Linked DNA regions of Mus musculus: region 2 is linked to region 1. A link is a contact called in public HiChIP or PLAC-seq data. All regions are on one chromosome and are shown on one strand. The core of a region is the stretch at or near the end of the contact, and the rest is flanking DNA. Distances in the headings are between cores, read along the strand shown. Region 1 overlaps Gm46609 (predicted gene, 46609). Region 2 has its middle 76 kb from the start of Gm41649.

The links. HiChIP or PLAC-seq counts read pairs in DNA pulled down with a chosen protein or histone mark.
Region 2: an H3K27ac HiChIP or PLAC-seq map of embryonic stem cells shows a contact between it and region 1, with 5 read pairs. The contact joins two enhancer-like sites. A contact is called at or near these places in 2 of 484 Hi-C or Micro-C datasets (the HL-1 cell line and embryonic stem cells) and 3 of 115 datasets of contacts at active chromatin or transcription factors (embryonic stem cells and pancreatic cancer cells).

The regions. Positions count from the first base shown.
Region 1 is chr17:87,600,166-87,604,453 of GRCm38.p6, reverse strand. It overlaps Gm46609 (predicted gene, 46609), which reads left to right. Exons shown (of 3, transcript NR_169183.1): 3 at 1,448-2,171. Among named protein-coding and RNA genes, the nearest start is that of Gm46609, 11 kb to the left of the region's middle. Within about 2 kb of position 2,078, at least 107 of the 459 cell types and tissues checked have an H3K27ac peak or open chromatin away from gene starts, as enhancers often do. A contact at or near this core is called in embryonic stem cells, where this site is marked.
Region 2 is chr17:87,875,442-87,879,729 of GRCm38.p6, reverse strand. No RefSeq gene overlaps it. Among named protein-coding and RNA genes, the nearest start is that of Gm41649, 76 kb to the right of the region's middle. Within about 2 kb of position 2,064, at least 97 of the 459 cell types and tissues checked have an H3K27ac peak or open chromatin away from gene starts, as enhancers often do. A contact at or near this core is called in embryonic stem cells, where this site is marked.

The DNA.
Region 1 (4,288 bases), core at 829-3,328:
TGTCATATATGTGTGTTTGTTCCCATGAGCATGGGTGTGTGTGGAGGACAGATCCCCTGGAGCTGGAGCTATCGATGGCTGTGAATTGCCCCATGTGTGTGCTGGGCACTGAACTCTGGTCTTCTCCCTGCTGAGCCAGCGCTCTAGCCCCACATCAGTCCTGCTACATACGGAGGTTCTTGAAAGCCTTTATTTGTTGGCTGACACATAACTGTACTTGTGTAAAGAACACAGTGTGACATTTTAGTTCTTGTATATGACGGTAGTCAGGTGATAGTGGTGTATGCCCTATGATCCCAGAACTCATAAGGCTTCTGACTAGAGAGTTAGGAGTTCAAGGACAGCCTGGGCTATATGAGATACTACTTAAACATACATACAAACAAACAAACAAACAAACACCAAAAACAATAAAACAAACAAATCAAAACCAGATAATGATCAGATCAGGGCAGTTAGCACATCTCTCATCCAGACATCCTCCTTTCTCTGGGTTCTGAGCATTCAAGACCTCTCTGTTTTTGTGAGACAGGATCTCATGTAGGCCAGGCTGGCCTCAAATTCGTTGTCTGAAACAGGCTTATAACTACAGACTGCAGCTTCCCTGGAAAGGCCTTCTCAGTCACAGATAGAAGTCACATGAGTGAATACTGGCCGGGCTATTTCTTCTGCGGAGAAGGCCTGGCTGTTCCTTTAGCCTGCCTGCCCTTTTACAGAATGGCAAGCCTTCCCTCCTACCTTCAGGGTTCCTGTGGAAGCCAAAGAGATGGGTCCACGAATGGCTGGGAGTTCCGGTTGAGTCTGTGCTTATATAAACATCACACTGAGAAGTGAATAGCAGGAGCAGGTATAAAGTGTGACGTGATCCCTCCCAGCATGCAGCGTTGCTCAATGGAGTCCATTCATGTCCCCGAGAAAAGCAAGGAGAGGTACTGGAAGGAGTGGGTGGAACCAGAAAGTTCCTAGGACAAAGGTGTTATCCGCACCATAAAAGTGAGGTATCATGGCCTTGGGCCCCACGCCCATGGATGGAGAGAAAACCAGAGCTGAGGTAGCTCCCCAGAACTCAGGCCAGTGTACACTCGGAGCGGCTGAGGCGAAGCTGACGAACCTCAAAGGCTTCGTGGGAGAGCCTGTGAACAGACCAGAGAGTGAGGTCACTGCATGAGCTGAGAAGGAAACGGTGGTTGGCGGAGGGCTGCCCTACCACAGCCGGCCAGCCTACCACAGCTGCCCTCTGGGTAGATAGATACTAGCTGATTTAGTCTCTAAAAGCTGGAGTCCACTGTACATGTACAGTTCAATGCCTTGGGGTGTGGGGGCTCCCCTTGTTAAAATGTGAATGGTCACATTCATTTGTGGGATCGTCATGAATGATGAATGGGATTTTTTTTTTCTTTTTTCCTTTTCTTTTTCTTTTTCTTCTTTGTCTTTCCTTTTCATTTAGGCCTCTAGCTGGGACCACACCCTGCCACCTGAGACACAGAGGCCAACGGTGAGGAAAGCAGGCGGAATGGAAATGCCCCTTTAACCATCCAAGAACCAGAGAAAAGCCACAGGCTCCAGGAAGGTTCAAAGGGCAGAGGGAGGGCCTGGTGAACTCGAAGTCTCCAAACAGTAGCTTGGACATGCCCATTGGGGCAGGGCAAAGACAGCATCCCGCACAGGGACTTCTTTGGCATTTATGTTGGACAGTCACCCCGAGCTCTCTGACTACAGGCCTGGAAAGTCTCTACAGTTAGTACTGAGAAGAGTGGGAGCTCGGTGAGATTCCACGGTGGGGGGATCCAGGCAGGGAGACTGGGCCTGCAGTTAGAGCTGCTTGTCTTTCTGGATCAGGAACTCAGAAATCAGATACTGGCTTGACCTGCCTTCAAAGTAGGATTGACCGTAGGTATGTTGGGATGGTTGGGCATTTCCTGAAAATAACGTTTTCCCTACCCTACTCACTGATCCCTAGCATTCCTTTAACAGGGAGCCAAGACTTGCGTTACAGAGCAAATTTAAAGTGGCTCGGGAAGAGAAACTCTAGACAGAGGAAGAGGAAGTGTGTGTGTGTTGGGGGGGGGGGGGGCTCGAGCACACGCGCGCATGCCCTTCTTGTACGGTGGTCATGTTTTGCTCATGCCCATGCGCATGAGGGAATAAATCAGCTTCCTCTATCACAAAAAGCAGCAGAATTATTCCCAACTGGCTTTAGGTTTCCCAGATTTAGGCAGCAGAAGAAAGCAAAGCCGCCCCCTCCCCCCTCCCCAGACAACATTATGAAACCAGAGAGCTGCTCCAAAGGCTTCAATTCTTCTTATTTTTTTACGTTGGTAGTTCTCTGCCTTTCTGATATGTAGTGCTGCCTCCTGCTGGCCATGTTGCGGTATAGCGGCTGAAAGGCACGGGGGTGAGGGGTGGGGGACTCTGACCCCCTACCTAGGAAGCCTATGGCGGGAACATCGCTTAAGAAACAGGATAAGACTCTCAAAAAAAAAAAAAAAAAAAAAAAAAAACAACAACAACAACAACAAAAAACCTCTGGGTGTCTTTTGGCTTTGAATTTAAACAGGGATATCTATGTCTTGAGCTCTAGTTTAGCAAATTAGGTTCCAGGGCCTTGAATGTTCAAAGAACAATGGCTGCCAGCTCCACCCACCTCCTGGATTCCAGGTTCCCGGGCAATCTTCTGCAGTTCTCTCCGGTGAGGCTGCGGCCTCCAGGGCGTGGTGAGAGTCTCCATTGTCTTGTTCCCTACCACTCCTAGAATCTCTCCAAAGGAGATTTCCCTACAGTTGCTAAGCAAAGCAGTGCCAGTTTCTGTAGATAGGGCCCAGCAGAGATTAGAATTTATGTAGCTGCACTTGGATGGTCAAATATCTCAAAAAAGATACCTTCAAGTTGCCTGATGCTATGCTAGAGTATTAACAAAAGCCACCAAAAGCCGGGCGGTGGTGGCGCATGCCTTTAATCCCAGCACTTGGGAGGCAGAGGCAGGCAGATTTCTGAGTTCGAGGCCAGCCTGGTCTACAAAGCGAGTTCCGGGACAGCCAGAGCTACACAGAGAAACCCTGTCTCGAAAAAAAAAAAAAAAAGTCACCAAACATATTTATTGCCTTTTTATTTTAATTTGTGTGTGTGTGTACATGTGCCATTACAAATGTTTGTGAGCCACCATGTGGTTGCTGGAAATTGAACTCAGGACCTCTGAAAGCCACTCTTAGCCCCAGCCCAATGTCTAGGCTTTTTTTTTTTTTTTTTAAAGAATAAAAGATGGTGTCTTGATATGTGGCCCAAACTGTTCTCAAAGTTCCAGCAGTCCTCCTGCCTCAGCATCCTGAATGCTAGGATTACAGGTGTGCACCACCATGCCCTGCTAACCAAGCATTTTAGAGACACTGATAAAATTTATACTGGTTTCAGCTGTATAGTTCCAATTCACGAGAATGAAGGTAGGTGGGTCTAGAGAGATGGCTTGATAGTTAAGAGGACTGGCTGCTCTTTGTAGAGGATCTGGGTTAGATTTCCAATATCCACATGACCATCTATAATTTCATTTCCAGGGATATGATGCCCTCTTCTGGCATGCAGGCATTTATATGCAGATAGAGCACACATACATAAAACAAAGAAATAAATCTTTTTTAAAAAATTTAAGACACACCTTTATTCCCAAAACTCAGGAATTCAAGGTCAGCCTGGTCAACAGAGCAAGTTCCAGGGCAGCCAGGGCTAAACAGAGGAAACTCTGTCTTAAAACTCAAACAAAGCCCAGAGATGCCTCAGCAGTTAAAGGTTGGGCCATGGAGCATTAAGACCCAGAAGGTGGAAGGAGAGGATGATTCCTGCTGGAAGTCTGTGGCGAGCTGTAGCTTACCAGGGACCCCCTGAGTGAACCACGTGGAGCCAGGAATCAGTGCAAAAAGTAAGAGGAATTTATTGTTCCAATGTGTTGGGGTCACCCTGCACTCAGCACGATCCGTGACCTTTTGGTACAGTTTTCAGGCCACTGTCCTCTGACATGCACATACCTGTGGTGATATGCATTGTGCCATACAATTCGCAGGACACACACACAATAAACAAAATATAAAAGTTTGAACCAATAATAAACTTTGCTTTCATGGTATCTAGGGACACTTAAAACCTCCCCTGATGGGCTGGAGAGATGGCTCAGCAGCTAAGAGCACTGACTGCTCTTCCAGAGGTCCTGAGTTCAATTCCCAGCACCCACATGGTGGCTCACAACCATGTGTAATGAGATCTGATGCCCTCTTCTGGTGTGTCTGAAGACAGCTACAGT
Region 2 (4,288 bases), core at 815-3,314, 280 kb before region 1:
CTGCAGACGGCTGAGATACCATCACAGCAGTGGCTTCAAGGGAGGTCTGAGTACTTGGGAGACCACGTGGGAGGAGAAATTTCCATAAAACATCCTTTGTTCCTTCTGAATGAGGCTGTAATCCCTAGTCAAAAAATGCCTACAATAGTCCTGAAGGTTTCTTTTTGTTTTTGCATTTGATTTACCTTAGGTACTGGGAACAAAATATAAGCTGTCAAGCATACAGAGCCTGCACCCTACCCAGCCTGTTGATGTACTGAGCCAAAAGGAGTAGATTTTAGAAGGTCAGGTTTCAGCCACTGGTGAGGACAGTTGGGGACTGGAGGCTTTCAGTCTGTTTCAGCTGCTGTAGGTGGTTGCTTTGTATCCAGACAAGAAGACCAAGAGGGAGAGGGGCTGGGGTACAGCTCAGCTGGACAGCATTTGCTTTATAAGCAGGAGACTGTGGGTTCAATTCCCACCATCCTAAAAAACAAACACATGGACACTATACAGAGGGAGGGTCCCTGCCAGGGGTCAGGAGCTTTCATGGTCTCTATTCCCAGGTGGGCCTGAATCACCCGTGAGGCACGCAGCTGATCACCATGCTGCTACAAAGGCAGAAGGGTCCAAGGGGAGCCCTGCTGTTCGAGCTATGCAGGTTCTTATCCCCCATGGCATAGCAGAGCTAGACGGGGTGGCTGACCCTCAGCTGGCAGATCGTCAGAAGATGACCCTTTCACAGGGTCACACATCAGATACCCTGCATGTCAGATCATGATCACAGTAGTGGCAAAATTACAGTTATGAAGTAGTAATGAAAATAACTTTATGGTTGGAGGCACTGCAACGTGAGGAACTGTGTTAAAGGGTTGCAGCATTAGGAAGGCTGAGAACCACTGCTCGAGGCAATGACCAGTCTGGATTCCTGCCGTGAGGGTTAGGGCTACATTTACAGGCAGTGTCCTGCCCTCCCAAGCTTGGCTTTAAATATATGCACACATTAGTTATGGGTCAAGAGGTAAAGCCACCTAATAAGCAGCTTATTGTCAGCTCCTCCCCCCAAAACTCAGGACAAATGGCTAACAGCGGTGTCTATTTAACAACCCAGGCTTCCAGGCGCTCTCTGTTCTCACCAAGCTCCTGTTAGAGTCCTGGTATCTCTGCATTTCTCACCACCCCAACCCCATCCTCCATTCCCTACCCCTACTCTCTGCCCTAAACTCTCCCCTCCCCTCCCCTCCCCTCCCCTCCCCTCCCCTCCCCTCCCCTTCCCTAAACTACCCTTCCTCTAGCTTCTCCTTTCTACATAAACCTGCCATTTAGGCCGTGCTTTCTTGGTTCTTCCGCTCTTGGCCATCTTTGCTCTCTTGGGTCTTCTCTTGGTCCTTCTTCCTCATATCTACCATAAGAACCTCTCTACAACAATACCTAGAATGGTCATGCCCTTTCTCATTTACTTATCAGACCCTTTCTCCCACAAAAAAAAAAGAGCTGCAGGTGACATGACAGGCCTCTGCCATGGGTTAGTTTCTGGCTTCCCAAAGGCTATGGCACCAGGAACCTCAGGATGTGATCTTATTTAGAATCAAGGACTCTGTCGATGTAATTAAATAAGACTGTTGTGATGAACACACAACACAGATTAGGTTGTGCCCTAAATCTACGCGAATGTCCCCAGAAGGGACAGGAAAGACACAGTCACAGGAAGGAAAAGCTGCCTGAGGATGGAGAGTTGGCGCCCCCTGTCTGCAAGCCAGGGGGCGTCAGAGAGCGCCGGAGCCAGTGGGAGTTAAGACCCAGGCCGCACAGCTCAGAGCCTCCCTCAGAGCTTCTAGAAAGAATGCGCCCCGAGAACACACCATTGTGGATCTCCCAGAAGTGAAGCGTCAGCGGAAGAGAGAACCTGGGTTCTGAAGACTACACAGGAACTTCTCGAGTTAATTAAAGGCTAGGCCTGCTGCTGTGTGACCCGCGAGAAGGAAGCTAGAGTGGTTTCTTTGCTTGAAGGAAAGTGTCCAGGGCCAGCCAGGCCACACTCCAGGTCCCGGGGGAGCAAGGGCATTGTCTACAGTTGCTGTGTCTCTAATGGGGAAGGTGTGTCTGTCCTGTCGCTAGGAAACAGGCAGCCAGGCCTGCAGGCTCTCAGCCTGGAGCGAAGGCAGATGGTGACAAGATTAAATAGTGCCTTTCATTTCAACATAGGAAATGTTTTCAATTCTCCTTTCTTCACGTCTCTAAAAAAAGGCAAGTGGCGGAAGCGCCCTACTGGAAATTTATTAACAAAAGCCCAGGCAGGCCCCAAAAAAGCAGACTTTTTCTTTTCAAGTATTTCCCCCAGGCAACCGGCAGTCGCGTCGAGGGTGGACGCCCTTGTTTTACACCAGGACTGCCATCCAGCTCCTGAGCTTTGAGTTCTCTCCATCATCTGGGAGGCGCTCCTCCCACCATTCCACAGATGAGATGGACAGGAACAAGTCCCCTCATCCTCGGGGATTCAGACACTACATATGTCACAGATAGTACATATGTTGTGGTTTTTTAAAAAAAATACATACCTATGATAAAGTTTAATGTTTAAGTTAGGCACAGGAAGGTGTAATGTCAGCACCCTGAACGCAAAGCAAAGAGGGTTACCCTGAGTTCCAGGACATCCTGGACTACATAGTGAGTCCTAGGTAGTGAGCCTGGGCTACATAGCAAGACCCTCTCTCAAGAATCAAACACTAAATATATAAACAATAATGAATTCAACACAGATTGATCAGGAACTAGGGTCACTGTAACAATACTGTTGAGTGCAGACCGCACCTGCCCCGCATGATTCTCCCATGGTCTTCGGGCTGTGCCTCGCCCTGAGAGAGTTCATTTTGGAGAAGGTTGGCTCTACCTTGGCGGGCATGTGGCATCACCAGTGTTGAAGGACAGACTGATGGAGGTTTTATCCCTGAGTGTGGAAAGGGTGTCACCCTGTACACTTGTCAAGGTGAACTGGGATTGTAGGAGCATGTGAGTGTGTTAAAATCGCACTCTGGACACACCGGGCTCAGGGATGTCCTGAGGCAGAGCTCCTTTATCTGAAGAGGAATTCTGTCTTACAATACCCCTCCCCCCAACTCACAGTCTGTTAGGTGACCATCCTCTGTGTATCAGGGGACAAAATAGTAGAGAACTCTCCACTGTACCAGGGACTTCCAGTTCAGCTCAGTCCCCACTGTTGCCTGTCTCCTCTGCAGCCAGACTCAGCTCCGAAGCTCCGCCTCTAACCGTGAGTCAGCAGCAGCCAGCCCTACAGTAGCACCCTCCAGCCCTGGTGACCTGCTCTGTCCCCAGGGTCCTGCTCTACCCCAGGTGACCAGCTCTATCTACTCACCTTGCACCTTGCCTCTCCATTGATTTCAGCTTCCCAGTTTTGGTTTCTCAAAACTCTTCACTCCGACTTCTTACAGGAATTCCATAAACATATGTCTGGCTGTCTCTGGAAATATGTTCCCTCTCCTACACCCAGCCACCCCCGCCCTCCACTGTATGTGATGTATGATCTAAGGGTTACTGTTAGTGATAAGAGAAGAATAAAAGAATGTGTGTCGGACCACAAGGGCAAGGACAGTGTGACTACCTGACAGATTGCTGCCAATGAAGCTACTGGATCTTCTGACAACAAATAGAAAGATAAATAGCACTCATGTGTCTGACAGAGCGCGCCCACGATAAATATACTGTAAACAGGGTGCTAGGTGAATGTAATCTCTCTTCATGGTCTCTCAAAATAGCTCATTGTATTATACTTGCCCTCTCTGTTCTTCTGATCATCCCTTGGCCTGGTGAGGCCACGCTGTGTGTACCTGGCCTGGTGTGCCCACACTGTGTGCACTACCCACCCACTTTCCTTTAGCCACCACGTATCAGATCAACCGTTATCATAGTTCAGAGCTTGTGATCACAGGCCATGCTAGCGCCCCAGCTCTCCGCCTCCTCTTCCCTAAACTCCTCCAGCTCACGGGCTTCTCTCCCTAGCTCCTCACCCTCCTTATGACCTGGCTAGGCTCTCTCTGCCTCCCTCCTCCCCACTTCCCCACTCTCCCTCTCTCTCTGTTCCTCCCTCTCTGTGTGCATGCTTCTCTCCTGGCCAGGTCCATCCTGCTGGCCATGTTCAGTCTACTACTTCTTCTCTGCATTCTTCCAGATGCCGCTGGATGCTCCCTCCCTTATGTCTACAATAAAAACCATCCCCTTAACCATACCATGGAAGGGTCATGCCATCCGTTTACACTGGGTAGTTCAACATCAACCATTAACAACCCTGATG